Linked DNA regions of Pelodiscus sinensis: region 1 is linked to region 2. A link is a contact called in public Hi-C data. All regions are on one chromosome and are shown on one strand. Each heading gives the region's core, a stretch centred on a gene start, on an enhancer-like site or on the middle of the called end of the contact. The rest is flanking DNA. Distances are from core to core; before and after follow the strand shown. Region 1 holds the start of NR1I3 (nuclear receptor subfamily 1 group I member 3). Region 2 holds the start of CFAP126 (cilia and flagella associated protein 126).

Region 1 (3,780 bases), core at 803-3,302, 140 kb after region 2:
TGCCTGTGGTCCTGGCCTGAGCCATTGCGTGGGGAGTGAGCTCGGCAGAGTAGAACTGCCCTGAGCAGCTCAGTACAGATTAATGAAGCTTTTCAAAGTTTCATTAGCAGGAAATCGGTCTTGATCGCCTGGGGATTGGAGCATTAATCAGGGCAGCTCTGCGCCGCTCCCCCCAGTGCCAGTAGACCACCAGGAGGGGACTGGAGCTGCGCCCTTCTTGGAGGTGCTTGATGCAGACTGCAGCTGGGACACGGCTTGTGGGGGCATCTGTCCCCTGGAAGGGGCTGCCCCTGACCGATCCTCCTGCCTGCACCAGCCCTGCCTGGGGAGGGAGAGCTCAGTCCGTGCAATGACGCATCTCGGGTGCAAGCACCAGGAGCCAGATCATTCCATATAAGCTCCCAATGAGCCCCGGCCAGGTGCTTTCATCACCATTGCCCTGGGCAGGATTCAAAGGGGGAAATGAGAAGGAAAACATGGTGCACCCTTGGGGGCTGTCAGGAGATCCAAGTGGAGACCCAGTGTGCTGAGCACCTTTGGAAATCTGCCCCCCCACCCCACCCTGAGTCCAGAGGCTAATGGAGTGACTAGGGTGGGTGCCAGACAAACAGATTGCTGCCCCCTACTGGATGGAGTTGGAACTGCCCCCTTCTTGTGTTACAGCCCCACACAGATTCTCTGTAGCCTGGGTCACAGCTTGTGTTTGGGGAGCTCACTCTGCCCAGGGCAGGCCCTGATGCCAGCTCCAGCCTGTTCAGGGGCAGCTGAACCAGTCTGGCCCCATTCCTGAGCTGCAGAGGGAGTTCCCGGAGTCTCACACTCTGAGCAGAGAGTAGAGGGGCAGTGGATGTTGGGCTCAGCCAGGGACAGGAGGCTGGGTTTAGCCTGCTGGGATGGGGGTACTGAAAGGCCATGAGGAGAGACAGACAAACACTTCCCTGTCGGACTGACAACCTTGGCCTCGCATTGCCCCTAGCCCAGCTTCCCAGAGCGTCTGGGCCCGGAGGGGCCCAGGCAGGACCAACATCTGAGCCCTAGGGCAATCAGGTAATGGCCCTAGGGCCAATTAATCTGCAGGCTGGGCTGAGTGTGAGTGTGTATTTGTGTGTGCACGCTCATGCACGAGTGCACCCGGAGAGCATGTGTATGCCCTAATGCAGTGGTCACCGACCATTAGATCGGGATCTTGGAGCATCTGACTGGTGATCTTGACTGGTTTGGGCAAGAAGCTGTCAAATGCCAGCACTTCAGCTGCCCCTCCCCACAATGCTGTGCACCTTCTGCCCTTTGCCTTAGAATTGTCCCCCGCCCCCATTTGCTGTGCAGGGCAAGGAAGGGAGGGGAGGGGGCACTGATGTCAGGGTGGCCCCCCTCCCACCCTGTATTCTAGCTCCACAGAATGGGGGTGGGGGGTACAACAGGGCTTGGGATGTGGGAGTTTGCTGCTTGCTTTGGCAAGTAGTTCAGGGCCAGGGCAGGGGTGAGCCTGCACCACCACCCAGGAGACACCTGAGGTCAGCAGTGCCCAGCTGGAGCCTGCATCCTGAACCCCTAGCCCCAATCATGAACCCCCTCCTGCACCCCAAGCCCCCCTAGACCCAAACTCCCATACAGAGCCTGCACCCTGAACCTCCTCCTTCACCCAACCCCTGCCTCAGGCTCAGCTCAGAGCCCTTCTCACACTCCAAATCCCTTAACCCAAGACCAGAGCCCCCCAACCCTCTGCTGGATGAAAGGGAGGAAGGATGGGGGAGGAAGGGAGGATGGAGTGAGCAGGAGCGGGGCCTTGGCGAAGGGGCACAAAAGAGGCGGGGCAGGGGTATTTGGGTTGGAGGTAGATCCTGGATTGCGCTTACATTCAAAAAAGGATCTTGTGCTTAAAAAATTGGAGCTCACTGCCCAAATACACAGGGAGGGGTGAGCCCCCATGTGTATGTGCCAGGCCCAGTGTGTGTCAACCCGAGTGTGTGTGTGTTTGTATCAGCTGCTTCCCCCCCCCCTCGCCGCTCCTCCTGGCCTCCCCCTTCAAGTTCAAAGTTCAAATTCCACCCAGGCTGTGAAGTAAATCAGTTTGGATCTGCCTGCGAGGGAGGGAGCAGAGTCCCTGCTTGTGGGGAGCCAGCCCCCCACCTGCTCCAGCCTCACACCCCCAGCCCACACTGTCGGTGAGCAGGCACAGGGGAAGGGAGGGAGGGAGTTAGGCTGAGGGGCGGGGATGGGGCGGGGCCCCGGCAGGGCCCCCACCTGTGTTTCCACAGGGGCAGAGCCAGGAGCTGGACCCAATGCTCCCCCTAATGCAGGGCTGGCCAGGTGAGGCCCTCAGGGTCTCTCAGTGCTGACGGGTGTCCTAGGTGAGGCAGAGACCTTGGCTGGGCTCCACCCTGCTCGGGAGAGCAGGAGGGGCTGGGGCCAGCTGAGAAAGCAGCTGGCAAGACTGATAAGACCGTGAGTCTCCCGGCAGGGAGAGGGGGCTTTGAACAAGCGATTTCAGGGGAGTCTAGAAAGCTCCACCCTCACCCCACCGCGACTGGGGGAGTCTCCCAGCCAGAGCCTCAGGCCTTCAGCCTGCCCCCTGCGCCTCCCTCTGCCGCCAGTCACTGCTTGGTGCCCCCAGCCCTGGCCAGCTGCCCATTTCGAATGAACTTTGCCTTTTCAGGCTGGCTAATCTCCCCCCACGCTGGGTAATCAGACAGACCCTGCTGGGGAGGGGACTGTGTGGACAGCTCCTTACAGCCGGACAGGTCACCTTGGCCCGCAGAGCTGCCTGCTTCACCTTGGCAAGGGGGACCGGCAGGGGCACCACGCACAGCAGGCAGTGGGGTGACAGGACAGCAAAAGGCGCCTGCTGACTGGGGCAAGCTCAGAGCTGCTGGGCACCCGCACGCTGCAGTGATGCTAGGCTAGGGCTAGAGGGGGGGACTCGAACACATTGCCCAGGGGCCTGGCAAGGGCTCTATCTCCTGGGCTTGTAGCTGCTGCTCCTCCTGAGACAGGTTGCTGTGGGGAGAGGCAGCCTCGCCCATTTGCCCCAGAAAGGTGTGAGGGGCTCCCAGGTGACTCCCTAACAGAGCTGGGCACTGCCTTGCAGCCAGAGCTTAGGTGCCTTACTCTGTGATTGGGCAGGGTTTAGTGCACACCCCCTCTGCCTGGCATCTCCCATTCGCTGGCTTAGGTGGTTCCCACCAGCTGTTGGAGTGTGGGTCACAGTGTCAGGCACCTCTCCCCCCCATTCAGGGTATGTCTACACTGCAACACTGTTCCGAAATAACAAGCGCTATTCTGAAATAACTTAGTCCGCGTCTACACGGCAGGCAGTTATTTCAATATAGTGTCCACATCCGGACAAGCTGGAGGACTGCTCACTCCGACTCCTGCAACCCTCATTGTACGAGGAACAAGGGAAGTCAGAGGAAGAGGGCTCTATTTCGAAATCAGTGCTGTGTAGACGCTCCCTATTTTGAAATAAGCTATTGCAAAATAAGATGCGCAATTGACATCGCTCAATTTGCATAACTTATTTCAGGTTCAGCCCGGCAGTGTAGACACCCTCAGGCTGTGTCTAGACCGGCAAGTTTTTCCGCAAAATCATCTGCTTTTGCGGAAAAACTTGTCAGCTGTCTACACTGGCCGCTTGAATTTCCGCAAGAACACTGACAATCTCATGTAAGATTGTCAGTGTTCTTGCGGAAATACTACGCTGCTCCCGTTTGGACAAAAGCCCTCTTGCACAAATCATTTGCGCAAGAGGGCCAGTGTAGACAGCACAGTACTGTTTTGCGC
Region 2 (3,759 bases), core at 81-2,580:
CCAGGATGGCTGGAGCTCTGTTGTAAGAATGTGGCAGCACTGAGGCACCGCAGCAGGGACATGGGCAGCACTGAGGCAAGGGGTCATATAGTGATAATTTCAGACATCAGAACTCCTGCCCCTTTGGAACATGCCCTGGGACCAGGGAGGCAGAAATTCAGCAGCTTGGTTAGCTGAAATTAGCCACAGGGTGTCACTGTTGCTCCACATCTGAAAATGCAACTCTCCTGCAGCAACTTTGTCTTGGGCATCCTGCCCCTGGCCCTCTCCTGCTGCTGTGTAATTTAGGGGGGCAGCTGTTGCAGTTGCTAGACTTTATTCCCGTCCTTCTCTGACAGCAGCTGGTGAGACCAGCCACTGTAAGGCGGCAGCTGCAATTCTGGAAATACCCGAAAATTTGAGGTCTTAATGTCCATGCACTTGCCTCTTTCTATCCCAGTTCTGTAGTTGCCTGGCAAGTCCAACTCCCGAAGCTAGTTAACTTCAATGTGACAAAGCCTGCCAGAGGGATCAGCAAAACATTGAGCCTCTGAAAGAGTCATTCAAGTGGCAATGAAGCCATTTAACAGGCATGTGAAACTGCGGGGAATATACTGTCAGGCTTTGTCTGTATCTACAAGTTCAAAGCAAACTGAAAGTGTGAGCACAGTAGGTGGGCTGGGAGAAAGCTCCCCAGGTGCTCCATGTTTCTGAGCACAGACTCCCAGCACTGTAGCCTGGCTCACACTGGCATTTTACAGCACTGTAACTTGCTGCACCGGGGGAGGGTTTTTTAACACCCAAGCCAGAAAACTACAGCACAAGGGCAGGGATATGGAATAGGAGTTTCCCAGCCCTTGTGCCAGACCCCGGTCTTTCCCCCTCTTGGGCCCCCCACACAGACACCCACATGGTGTAGCCTTGGCCTCAGTTTCTGTTCTGGGTTAGGGGACAGAGTCTGAGTTTAAACATAATTGCTTTAAACATTTCATTGGGGCATAGCTGAAGAGCATAAAATCACAGCTCTATAGAACTGGAGGGAGCCTAAATCCTAGGCAGGGCCCTGCCAGACAGCAAGCGCGAACAATCAGAGCGGGAGGGCGGATACAAGGCTCCGCAGGACCCGGCTGCCAGGGAGCCTTGCCCAGACCGCGCCTACACGTGGTGTTCCCGAGGAAGAAGCGGCCCCGCCCCCACAGCCTCGGGAGGCGGAGTCAGTCCGTCAGACGAGGGGCGGGGTCTCGTTCGCGGAGCGATAGGGTGTGGGCGGGGCCGCGACACGGGGGCGGGGCTCTAGGGAAGGAGCCGCTCTCCGACAGCGACGCGAGACTTTGTGGGATTCGGGGAGGACCACGGCCTCGCTTTCCCATTGGTCGGTGTCTGCCCCGGTGGTTGCTAGGAGACGGGTGTAAACAGAGCGAAAGCTGCCGGAGGCGGCATGGCAACGAACTACAGAGCGGGGCAGGTGAGAGCCGGGGCGGCACCCCCCGCCCCCCCTGCGCGGCCCCCGGCTCGGGCCCCACCGCCCCCGCGAGGCCCCCCGGCCCTGCCCCCCCAAAACCCCCGCCCCCCCGCGCGGCCCCCGGCTCGGGCCCCACCGCCCCCGCGAGGCCCCCCGGCCCTGCCCCCCCAAAACCCCCGCCCCCCCTGCGCGGCCCCCGGCTCGGGCCCCACCGCCCCCGCGAGGCCCCCCGGCCCTGCCCCCCCAAAGCTCCCGCCCCCCCTGCGCGGCCCCCCGGCTCGGGCCCCACCGCCCCCCGCGAGGCCCCCCGGCCCTACCCCCCCAAAACCCCCGCCCCCCCTGCGCGGCCCCCCGGCCCTGCCCCCCAAAGCCCCCGCCCCCCCGCGCGGCCTCCGGCTCGGGCCCCACTGCCCCCCACTCACCCCCGGCCCTGCCCCCATCGGGCTCCGCCCCGCCTCCTCGGGCCCCCGCCCCCCCGCGCGGCCCCCGCCCCGGGCCCCACTACCCCCCCGCCCCTACCCCCCCGAAACCCCCGCCCCCCCCGCGTGGCCCCCCAGCCCTGCCTCCATCGGGCTCCGCACCCCCCCTCGCACCCCCCCTCGCGGACCCCGGTCTTTCCCCCTATAGGACCCCCCAGACAGACACCCACACGGCCCCCCCCCCCGGCTTCCCCTCGGGCCCCCACAACCCCCCTGTGACTGGCTTCCTCCTTGCGCTCCTTCCCCCGAGGCCAGGCTGCTTGGCCACAGAGCAGGGCTGGAAGCTCCTGCGTGTTTCCAGGATGTTTTGCAGGGCCCAGTGTGGCTTGCCTGCATGCCTCACAGAAATAGGGTCTTATGAGCCCTGCTCACCACCTACCCCCTGCTATTAAGATAAAAGTGGGGGGCAATAATTTTTGATGGGGTGGCACTCCAAGGTTTTGGAAATTGGTCAAAGGCTGTGCTCTTCCATGATATTAATGGAGGGGATGTGGGGTCTGGGATGGTGGTCAGGTGCAGAAGGGAGCTTGGGGTAAGGGATTGGGGTGCAAGAGGAGGTGCGGGGCCTGGGAGGGAGTTTGCCTGAAGGAAACAGTTATGACCTAGGGCAGAGGATCGGCGTGCAGAGGTTTGGGTTGTGACCTAGGGCGGGGCAGAGGATTGGGGAAGAGGTGCCACAGGCAGGCTTTGGCAGGGAAACTTACCTTGGGTGACTCCTGGCCAGCAGCCCAGCAGGATTCTCAACCTGCCTCACTCCCGCACAGACTGCAGAGGCCATGTGCATTGGTGAACAAGGGCATGCATCATGCACTACCAGTTTTTCAAACAGGCAGCTCCCATTGGCCAGAAATAGGCCAATGGGATTGTCTGGGGGTGGGAACAGCACGAAGCACCATTCCCCCCTCCCTTAGGCTCACAGCTGAGAAAGAGAAATGGCTGCTGCAGCCTTTTCTGAGCACTATATGGGGAGGAGGGAGTGAGACATGAAGCAAGCAAGGAGTCTGCCTCAGGCTCCCTGCTACATCTGCAGGCCATATCCAGTGGTTTGGTGGGCTGGATCTGGCCCCTGGGCCATATTTTGCCTAGGTCTGTGTTAAGGGCACAAGAGTGTCAGTGATAAAGGATGAGCTGGAAAGAACTCTGGCAGGGAAGGAGAGGGGTTTCAGAGTGGGCCACATCAGACTATTTGAATGCACACAGAGGTCAGTGCAGGGCCAGGCTGTGCTGAGTACCTGTATCCTGGCTCAGCTACCTCTGTTGAATAGCCTGTCCCCTTTCTCTTTTGCAGTATGAAGATGCCTTTACTGCACGGAATTTGCAAAACTGGACCCTACCCAAAATCTACAAAGAGGTAGGGCCCCTCTGCCTTCACCCTGCATTGCCTATGGACTCCTTTTATGACAACGGGTCCCAGAGCTCTGCCTCACTGCACTGAATCTGCACTTCACTTGTACCAGAAGAGTGCCTGCACCATCTTACAATGGCACCTGGGCCCAGCCGTGTCTTAGCCCACCATCCTCTGCTATTCTTCCTGGCTGCTCCTAGCCGGGAGCTCTTAGCCTCCAACATGAGTTGGGGCCCAAAGGAGGAGACTGGCAATAATACAGAGTCAATGGATCCAGAATAATCTGGAGAAAGGACCCTGCATCTCCCTTGCATCGGTGCTGGGATCAGACCAGGGTGGGCCAGGTGGCCAGTTTGGGGGCCTACAAGTTTGGATCTCACACAGCTGGGAAACCCTGTTTGCCAAGGGAGACAATGTTGTCAGCTTGACTGATGGACTCCCACTGCCCCCTCAGCCCTTTTCAGGCACTCCCACATAGGCCAGCCCCAGAGTGG

The links. A called contact is a pair of places that touch in the nucleus more often than the background predicts.
Region 1: a Hi-C map of an unstated tissue shows a contact between it and region 2, with 9 times the contacts expected there. The contact joins the promoter of NR1I3 here to the promoter of CFAP126 in region 2. A contact is called at or near these places in 4 of 5 Hi-C or Micro-C datasets (blood, liver and an unstated tissue).

The regions. Positions count from the first base shown.
Region 1 is chr24:13,441,926-13,445,705 of ASM4963464v1, forward strand. It overlaps NR1I3 (nuclear receptor subfamily 1 group I member 3), which reads left to right and starts at 2,053. Exons shown (of 9, transcript XM_075906933.1): 1 at 2,053-2,165.
Region 2 is chr24:13,307,635-13,311,393 of ASM4963464v1, forward strand. It overlaps CFAP126 (cilia and flagella associated protein 126), which reads left to right and starts at 1,331. Exons shown (of 5, transcript XM_075908047.1): 1 at 1,331-1,444; 2 at 3,209-3,271. The coding sequence starts at 1,418. It overlaps LOC102459692 (NACHT, LRR and PYD domains-containing protein 3-like), which reads right to left. Exons shown (of 11, transcript XM_075908043.1): 1 at 2,625-3,759.